Regions from separate parts of the Sus scrofa genome. Here region 1 is linked to region 2. Evidence: chromatin contacts called from public HiChIP or PLAC-seq data. All regions are on one chromosome and are shown on one strand. The core of a region is the stretch at or near the end of the contact, and the rest is flanking DNA. Distances in the headings are between cores, read along the strand shown.

What was found. HiChIP or PLAC-seq counts read pairs in DNA pulled down with a chosen protein or histone mark.
Region 1: a contact with region 2 is called in an H3K27ac HiChIP or PLAC-seq map of skeletal muscle. The contact joins the enhancer-like site here to the promoter of UCP2 in region 2. A contact is called at or near these places in 2 of 5 promoter capture datasets (fetal liver and liver), 3 of 47 Hi-C or Micro-C datasets (fetal liver, liver and skeletal muscle) and 2 of 2 datasets of contacts at active chromatin or transcription factors (alveolar macrophages and skeletal muscle).

Annotation. Positions count from the first base shown.
Region 1 is chr9:8,436,243-8,441,359 of Sscrofa11.1, forward strand. All of the region lies in intron 25 of C2CD3 (C2 domain-containing protein 3), which reads right to left. Among named protein-coding and RNA genes, the nearest start is that of UCP3, 49 kb to the left of the region's middle. Within about 2 kb of position 2,054, at least 4 of the 83 cell types and tissues checked have an H3K27ac peak or open chromatin away from gene starts, as enhancers often do. A contact at or near this core is called in skeletal muscle, where this site is marked.
Region 2 is chr9:8,362,951-8,367,723 of Sscrofa11.1, forward strand. UCP2 (uncoupling protein 2) reads right to left here and starts at 1,602. Exons shown (of 8, transcript NM_214289.1): 1 at 1,558-1,602.

The DNA.
Region 1 (5,117 bases), core at 804-3,303, 74 kb after region 2:
GCTCTATTTCCTCAACCCAAACGTGCCATCAGAGTAGACGAATTCTGTTCAAATTTTCCCACCAAAGCAACAACAACCTAGAGAAAAGTAAACTCTGAAACCTGGAGTGCTGGGGCTCCTGCTGCCTTGAAAGTGCAACAATAAACATGACATCTATCAGCAGGCTTGTATGTTATCGAAAAACTCATGTGAGGCGTTCCCTTGTGGTGCTGTGGGTTAAGGATCCGCCAATGTCACTGCAGTGGCTTGGGTCACCAAGGTGGCACAGGTTTGATGTCTGACCTAGGAATTTCCACATGCTGCAGACATGGTCAAAAAATTAAAAAATTCATAAGAATGTTATAGTATCTTCCATAATGTAGCCATATTTGTTTAAACTAAAAATATTATTCCCTCCAACCCCCAAATCTTGTCATGTTATTAATCTCATGGCTTAAAAACAAGACCAGATGGCATTACTTTTCACTCCTTCTTACTGGGGATAATTAATAAAGTAAGAAAATGGGTGATGGACAGAGAAAAGGGAGTGGAAATTTCGCAAGGAGGCTTGCGGAATGAGACCTGAAGAGGAGGAAGAGGAAGGCTCGCCTTAGGAGGGAGAGTGCTGGTGGCTGCGAGGCAGGAGGCTTTACCAGGAGGCAGAAAGAGCCTCAGAATCAGAAAAGCACTAAAATACAGAGAAAAACTATAGGAGGAACAAAATAAAACAAAAAACACTGGCTACAACGTGGCGAAACCAGTTTATAAACATATTCTTGAAAGAGCAGGAGAAAATGATTCTAATAAGGTGGTCGTAAACAAAGAAGCGTTAATGCCATGGCAATCCGCAATCCAGCACCATCCTTACCAGTGAAAAACATACAAAAGAGCATTCATCGTACCTTTATCTAGTGAGCTATCGTCTTAGTTTTATTTTCACGAAACTGACAGCAGGACATGGGCTAACTTGCTCCGCATCCACTGCCCCTTTCTCGTATTCCTGTGCTGCAGAGATGGAAGGCTCAGGACTCCGCCTCCCCGTCTCGTGTGTGCTGGACTCTGGAGGCCATTAACGACGGATCTGGCAGACAGACGTGAGGCAGAGGACATGCTCCTTTCCCTTCTGCTCCTGCTCCCAGCAAGGGCAACAGGGAGTTTCCTGCTCTAGGTGCCCAGAGGCCCTGAGGTAATAGCGATGATGAGAGTTTCTGATCACTGGACTGCTGTGCTGGCACTGTATTCTGAACTAAAAAGATCTACCGGTTCTCTTCTGAGAGCTTAGCCTAGAGCCCATTCCTTGAGCCCTTCCAGGAATCTGAAGTATTTTAATAATCTATATTCGGAGTTCCTACTGTGGCTCAGTAGTAACAAACCTGACTAGTATCCATGAGGACGCAGGTTCGATCCCTGGCCTTGCTCAGTGGGTTAAGGATCTGGTGTTGCCATGAGCTGTGGTGTAGGCTGCAGATGCAGATCCGACTGGACTCCTACATAGCCTGGGGACCTCCATATGCCATGGGTACAGCCCTAAAAAGACCAAAAAAAAAAAAAAATCTATATTAACCTCCTTCCTGTTTAAAATGGCTGGGGTGGGCTGTTTCGGATAACTGGACTCTCCCTGACACAGCGGCCATTTCTCCTGTCTCTCCTTCCCTGTCCCCCTGCTCTCTCCCATTTTCCTGAGTAGGTCTCAAGCTTCTAATCAAATGGCATGAGTCCTCAGAGCTTGGGAGCGATCATCTGCCTCTATGCTGGCAGTTTCCAGACTATTCCGTAATCATTGGTGGGTCTGTCTTTCCCTCACGCAACTGAGAGCTCCTTGAATGCACAGAGTAGAGCCACAGCCCTTACTCAAGGTGTGCAGACTCCCCGCTGCCCGACGTCTAGACACTTGCCAGGTCTGGGGAAGGAGGGAAGTGCGGCGGGCGCAGCGGAGGACACGGCAGCTGCTCAGGAAGGCTGAGCGCTCGGCAGAGGACCAACTCTAGTTCTGAGACGCGACCCCTGCTTCTGGCGTTCTCTGTCACTGATTTAGTGTGACACCGGGGACCTCGTTCTGGCTCTCTGGGCATCGAGTTCCTTCACCAGAAACATGTGCTCTCAAATTTCTTCCCATGATAAACCCCTATGACTCTAGATACGTACTAACACTGCTCAGATCTCGCTCACACCCCAACCCCTGCTTTTAAGGTTTGTTATTTTGGAGGTTGCTATATGCTAAAGACCTTGAAATAGAAGTACTATTTTTACTTTGGAAAAAAATTGTTCCGTATTCAGTTTTGAATCAGAAATACTCCTTTCAGCCAAACAGGCAGGTGATAAAGACAGCAGCTTAGGAGAGCAGGTCTGTCAGGTTCCCTTGGCTCTCCCCTGGGGATGGAAGTTCAGCTGGGTCTGTTTGCATTTCTGGAAAAGGTCAAGCTCTGAAACCCTTCTGGAGGCCGCCCAGATGAAGGCGCTGGACCTCCTACAGGCCTGGAGCCAACAGAGCAGTTAGGAGGACTTGGGATGAATCAGCTTTTCCATCTTAAGTGTTTTCACTGAATTTCCTGTGTTTTATGTAAGTATGAAAAGTAGTAGCATTAAGAATGGTATGGGGAGTTCCTGTCATGGCCCAGCAGAAACGAATCTGACTAGGAACCATGAGGTTGTGGGTTTGATCCCTGGCCTTGCTCAGTGGGTTAAGGATCCAGTGTTGCTGTGAGCTGTGGCATAGGTCGCAGACATGGCTCAGATCCCGTGTGGTTCTGACTGTGGCATAGGCCAGCGACTACAGCTCTGATTGGCCCCCTAGCCTGGGAACCTCCATACGCCGTGAGTATGGCCCTAAAAAGGCAAAAAGACAAAAAAAAAAAAAAAAAAAAAGAATGGTATATTTGTTTCAATGAGATTAAAATAACCCTTATTTTTGACACTTTATACAGTTCACAAACTTTTTTTTTAATATACTAAACCTGTGCTTGTTAACACCCCTGATAATCACACAAGAAAGGCGTCATGATCTCTATTTTACAAATGAGGCAACCCTCATATTAAATGAAATTAGTCAAAAAGAGAAAGACAAATACCATATGAGATCACTTATATCTGGAATCTAATATATAGCACAAACGAATCTTTCCGCAGAAGAGAAAATCATGGACTTGGAGAACAGACTTGTGGTTGCCCAGGGGAGGGGGAGGGAGTGGGAGGGACTGGGAATCTGGGCTCAGTAGATGCAGACTATTGCCTTTGGAGCAGATAAGCAATGGGATCCTGCTGTCTAGCGCTGGGAACTATGTCTGGTCACTTGTGATGGAGCAGGATCATGTGAGAAAAAAAGAATGTGTATGTGAGACTGGGTCACCATGCTGTACAGTAGAAAATTGACAGAACACTGTAAACCAGCTATAGTGGAAACAAAATAAAACAAAACCAATGAAGGAGAGACTGCTCTTTGGCTTGCTCATCACACGTCTGGTAAACTAGCAACTGCAAGACGCAGCCAGGTTTCCCAATTCCTTCTCCGGGGACAGTCCACTGCAACAGTCCTAATTAATTCTATCTGCTGAAGGGCACAGCCCTCCCTCCGTCTCGGGCAAATGGATGAAACTTGCCCTCAAGCGATACCCAAATGCGTTTGTTACTAAAAGCCCAGTTCACTTTGTTAAGCTAACATTAACTGAAACCTGCTCTGTCACACAGGCACAGATGAGTCAGATCTGATTCTTGATCTGGAGGCAGAGTTAAATAAATACTATAAATACGATAAGCTAAAGATAAGATAAAGACTATAAGGGGAACCCAGAAGGACCCCCTAAGCCTACTTGGGCCAGGGAAAGAGAGCCTCTGAAGGCTGATGACACTGAGGGTGGCTTTGGTTTTCACTGCCTATAACTTAGACCAGACCTCAAATCACACCACCTCTCTGTTCACTGACTGCCTCGCTGTCAGACAGGGCTAGAGATAAGTACACAAACCTTATGAGTGCTCAACAAGCTGATTTTTGAAGGTTTCTCAGAGCTTTTCCTAACAAAAGTATCCAACAAATGCTTGTATTTCAGAACCAGGACCACAGTGGGGAGTATGCTGCCTCAGGTTTAACTTTTGTCGAGGGCAGAGCTCCTAGTTCAGGGCTGTCTATGAATCCTCTGCACGTAGCTTTGCACTAGGGAAGCGCTGATTTCCTTCCTCAAGGAAGACGCTTCCGAGGCATGAAAGGGATGACTGCACCGAGAACTTGGTTAAAGGGCAGAAGACAGCCGACGCGGGTATTAAGGAAGGTTCTACCCGATTTTCACAAAGGCTTGGCAGTTTATAGCTGACTCCCAGAGTGTGGGGACACGTTCTTAGAAGAGGAGAGCTGCAGAGGCCATCACATTTCACAGCTGAGGAAAACGTAGGTTTGCCCAAAGTGACGAAGCAAGTCACTGGCCTGGGCAGGCAGAAGCCAGTCTTCTGACTCCCATACGTTTACCAATTAAATTTTAAATTTTATTTTTAATGCAAAAACAAAAAGACCAGAACAATTCTTGCAAAAGCAAAAGCTTTTTTGTGCTTACCTTAAAATTCATTTATCTACTGATTTTTCTTTTTTACAAGTTCAGTGCTTATAAATGAACTTGTCACAAAAGGGCTGCTTAGGGAGGGCAATGAAAAGGAAAAAGCCTGTTTCCCAATGTTATGACTCATACAGGATCTCAGTATCTCTAATACAGCAAAGCGAGACTGTGTGGGGAGAAGACTTTGTCCGCAGATAGAACGTTTCCGAGTCTCTCACTCACAAAGGTGATGAGATGTATGAGAACCTTAGGGTCTCTGTGGATGCTTATAATCCCAGCAGTCAGGTCTGCTGGTAGCGTGTATGGGGAGAGAGAGGAATGAAAGACAAACAACAGCTACTGTGAGCATGAGTTTTGTTTCTCTTCCAAAGTAATAAAAATACACAACACAAACGGAGAGGCAACACGGAACTGACAGGAGCCAAGTAGGAAGGTCAAACCAAAAGATGCACGCTGACATCTTCTGGACTCATAATACGGATTTTCTGGCTCTCATGCAGCCATTGCACGTCTCTGAACCGCTAATCACAGCCATTTACACATAAGGAAGTCAAGACACAGAGAGATAATAACTAGCTCCGGGTCACACACACACAA
Region 2 (4,773 bases), core at 352-2,851:
TGAGCAATGCTCAGGGCTGAGAGGAAGTGCAAAGGCACTGCTCTCTCCTCTGGCCCATAAAACTGACCCCTCTCTGCCCAGTGTTCTCTTCTCCCGCATAAGGGCCACGGCTTCAAGAGAGGCGGGGGTGGGGAAGTGCAGGTCACAGCAGCGAAGTGACAAAGGAAACCAAAAGCTCCATTTTGTTCTCAGAACTGCAACGACACCGTCTCCTCCCTGCCCTGGGAGGAAGGAAGCCGAGCGCGCACCCCAGTGGGGAAGACGACCTGCTTCTTGGCCCCGAGTTTACTTCTTTGCCAGCGCGGGCGGGGCGGCTCTGAGCCCTGCCTGACTGGCTGCCCCTGTTGCGGGGCCAGGAGAAAGAGCCAGAGAATGATGAGCGGAGAGTCAGCTGCGAAAACGGACCCAGGGAAACAGAGCGCACGGGGCTGCTTCCTCCTGCGCTTCTCACCCTGGGTGGCCGGGACCCAGAGGCTACTCCCCACTCAGCTGCTGCCTTTCTTCCTGTTTCCCTGGAGCTTGGCGCACATGAGGCTCAGTGAAGGCTGGCACTTAGGTGGCAGAAGGGGTTGTGACGGTGTTCCAGAATCCCCCGTTTCCTTGCCCTGACATCCCCCTAACCCAGGGGTGCTCACACCTTTTGTCGCCCTCTGCCTGGCATCCTTACTCCTCAGAGCAGCCCTGTGAGGGGCTGCTCCTGCTTCCACTTTACGGGTGAAGGAACTTCCTAAGCCCTGTCTGCAGGCGCCAAAGCCCATGCTATCTGCTTTGCCCTGGTGCCCACTCCTTTCTTTCCTGCTGTTTTCTTAGCCCCAGGCACAGGCAGGGCCTTTCAGGAGCAAGGCCAACACCCAAGTCCTCTCGTGACAATGTGACAGTCCTGAGAAGGTTCAGGCAGATGGCATCCCTTCTCTGGGCATCAGAGACATGACGAATGAGTTAATCATTTCCTGACCTTGATCTGGGTTGCAGAGTTGGGAGGGCCAGAGATAAATAAGACCTAGCCCCCCGCTCACCTCAGAGACAAGTGCACAGAGGCTTAAGTTGCCATTTTGTATGTTGCCTTGCGTTTGCCCAAGTCAGGTCCTTAAGAGCCGTGGGTACAGAGGCAAAGGGGCCTGTGCTAAAGACTAGTAAGAAGATGAAATTAAACTCAGGCCTAACCAGAAAGTTAATCATATGTGACAGTCCCTGGCAATTAACTGCTTTCAAGTCCAAAAACGTACAGCTGATCACCAATCTCAGTCTCGGGGCCAGTCAGCCTGAGTCAGCAACATGAGTTAGAACAAGAGGTTCCTGGCCTGGCTCTGCTGAGACTCCCAGGGTGGCCACCTGGGCCTCAATCTCCTCCTCTGGGGATTACCATCCTTGGCTTGTGGGGGGGGGGGGGGGCTGAGGGCCAGAATGAGACCACGGATATACAGAAGTGCTTCGCGAACTCTTAAGAGGGACTTTACTGGGGCGGTGCTGCTGGTTGTTTTGTTAACGTCCTGCCACCCCACCCCTAGACCACAGGGCAGAGGCAGCAAAGACTCCGCAGTTAGACTGGGCTCTTACCTGGCTTCGTCAGGTCTCACACTGAGGCCTTCAAGATCAAGCTTCTCTAAAGGCCTCCCATTCCTCAAAGCTGCCAGTGGCTATCATGGCCCCATCCCTTGGGTTTTCCATAGAAGATGGCTGGGAGACGAAACACGTAATGGTCATACTATGTGTCCTGTGGGTGAGGACAAAGGAGCGTTTAGAAAAGGAAATGCGCCTTTAACGACCACAGCCCAGCAAGGAAAGGGCCACGGGGCCCAAGGCACACATGCCCCCTCAGTCCTTGCCTGGGGGTGAGAGGGCAGGGAACAGAGTCTGTTTCCCACAGGGCAGCTGAGGGGGATGATTCCAGAGCCCTCCCGCTCCTGCTGCTCCCTCGGTATCACACCCTGCTTTAGTGGGACTCTGTACTCTGTACTCTGCAGAAGCATCGCCCAGCACAGTCAGCAGGCTCTGGGGATCTGAGTGCTGGAGGGGGTCGCGATGGGGCGGAGACAGACGGAATCAACGAGGGCCCAGATCGGGTCTGCGAGGAGGTTAGAGGGGCCGCATCAAGCAGCTCAGTCTCCTGCAGGCAGACAACTGCCCCAGGAATGGCCCGGAGCCGCCTGGGGTGGGAGAGGTCATTCTGGTCATTGCTGAAGGCCCCTCACCCCGGCCGAGGAGAAGCAGTGTTAGGGTGAAGGCTTAAATGACAGCCATTTGAACGCGAGCGGTAAAGAAGAAAAGACAGCAAAAGGGTGAAAGAGAGAAAGAAACAAGACCGAGAAATAAAATACAAAAGAGGAGACGAGGAGGGAAATTAAACGAGGCGCGCGGTCCCCGCGGGCGGGCGGGTAGCGGGCGTGGGGCAGGTGGAGCGGGCGCAAGGCCGGGGCGGGCCGGAGCCGGGCTCACCGGGCCGCAGGGAGAACTCAGGAGAACCGGCAGCTGTCTGTCGTCGGGCAGAGGGCGAGTCCAGGGAGCGCCCTCGATCCGAAGCGGAGAGAAGACGATCCGAAGGCGTGGCGGGCCGGGGCTTGCGGAGAGACCTGCAGCAGCCGCCGCGCGACCTAGACGCCTGGGCAGGGCCTGGGCGGGGCCTGCGGGCTCCGGGGGCGGGGGCGCGACCCGCGAGCCACCGCCTTTCCGCAGAGACCGCCCCGCCCGGGGTTCTCTCCGCGACACCCCCCCTCCACGCCCACTTCCGGGAGCCGATCCCCCGCTCCCCAACCTTGGTTCCCCTGTAGGGTCATCTCCTAGCTCCGCCACCCTCATTGTCGCCCGGAAAGAAGCAGAGGCTGCCCAGGGCCACATACGCCCCCGGCCCCTTGCCAGGGTTCTTTCTAGCAGCGCCCTGAGGCTCAGGTGCAAGAGCACCCACTCCTTCCACGGGCTCAGCCCGCGACCCCCAACTCCACGACCGCAACTTGACGAACCGCAGGCTTTCTCCCCTGGCGCCAGCGGGCTCCCGCGGGGCCCGGCGTCGCTGGCAATTGGTTCAAGTCGCCCCGTGGCGGGAGGAAGGAGCCAATCTAGGCTGTAGCAGCAGGTGGCCGGCAACCGCCAAAGGCAGTTATGCGCAGCCGGGCTTCCCGCCGCCTCCTGGCCCAGTTCAGGGCCCCCAGGCGACTTCCGGCCGGGTTGGGGAGGGGGCGCCAAGCGTGACGCTCCCCCTCCCCCCACTTACAGGGAACCTGCGGGGTCGGGGGTGGGGGCACGCTGGCAGGGAGAAGGCCTGGACCTGCTGCATGCTTAAGCCCCGGCCTGAGAAAGGGCCAGTGGGAGATGTGCCGACCCGGTTTGGTCTCAGGTAGCTGAGGGGTCTTATAGGGGTTCAGATATGTAAACAGCCGGTAATTGTGTCCAATGGCTGCACAAGCGCGTGCGTGTGGAACATAGACTGTTGAGTAATAGTCTCTGTTGGCCCTCAGACGCTGGGCCCCTACGTTTGTGTACCTTCCATCTGGACTCAGTTCTTTTGATGTGCCCTGTCACTATCAGGCCAGGATCCTGAATCCCCGCGGAGCGCGCACCTTTGGGGGTGGCTGCAGTGGCTGACGGCTTGCTGGCCGAAGCATTCTTTGTTTACTGTTACGGCAGGTGACATTCTTTGGAATGAATGAATGAATCACAGAGATTAGACGTTTTCATGTGAATATGTATGTTAGTAGGGTTCTCCAGAGCAACACAACCAACAGGATGTGTGTGTGTGTATAAAGAGGGATTTTTTTAAATTGACTATAGTGGATTTGCACTTGATCTTAGCCAAAAGGCTGAGAAGCTGTCATAGCTGATTTATAATGCCGTGTTATTTTCAGGTTACAGCGCAGTGTGTCAGTTTTATATATTTTTTCAGATTCTTTTCCCTTAGGGGTTATTATACAATATCGAGTGTAATTCTCTGTGCCGTACAGTAGGTCCTTGTTGGTTATTTATTTGATGTAGTGTGGTGTATGTGGATCTCAACCTCTTAATTTATTCCTCCACCCTTCCCTTCTGGTAGTCATAAGTTTGTGTTCTCTGTCTGTGAGTCTAGAGAGATTTTTTTTTTTGACCCACCTGCGGCATAAAGAAATTCCTGGGCCAGGGATCCAATCTGAGCTGCCTGTGCCACAAGCTGCAGCATTGCTGGATCCTTAATGCACTGTGCTCAGCGGGAGATGAACCTGTGCTTTCGCGGCGACAAGGCCAGATCCTTAACCTGCTGCACCACAGCAGAAACTTCAAAGACTGATTTCTTTAAAAAAGGAGTTGGCTCAGAGTTGCCATCGTGGCTCTGAGAAAATGAATCTGACTAGTATCCATGAGGGTACAGGTTTGATCCCTGGCTTGCTCAGTGGGTTAAGGATCCAGTGTTGCCAGGAGCTGTGGTGTAGGTCGAAGATGTGGCTCAGATTCTGAGTAGACCACTGGCTACCGCTCCGATTTGACGCCTAGCCTGGGAACTTCCATATGCCACAAGTGTGGCCCCCCGAAAAATAAATAAAATAAATAAAAAGGTGTTGGCTCATGCAGTTTTGTAGGATCGTCAAGCCCACAATACATAGCTTAGACCTGCATATTAGAGACTCGGGGATGAGTTGCAATTCACGTCCAAGTGCAACCTTCTGGTAGAATTCCTTCCGGTTTGGGGGAGGTCAGTCTTCGTCCTATTCAAGCCTTCAACTGATTGGATGAAACCCATTTAAGCATGGAGGGTAATCTGCTTTACTCAGAGTCCACTGATTTAAATATGGGTTTTTTTGTTTTGTT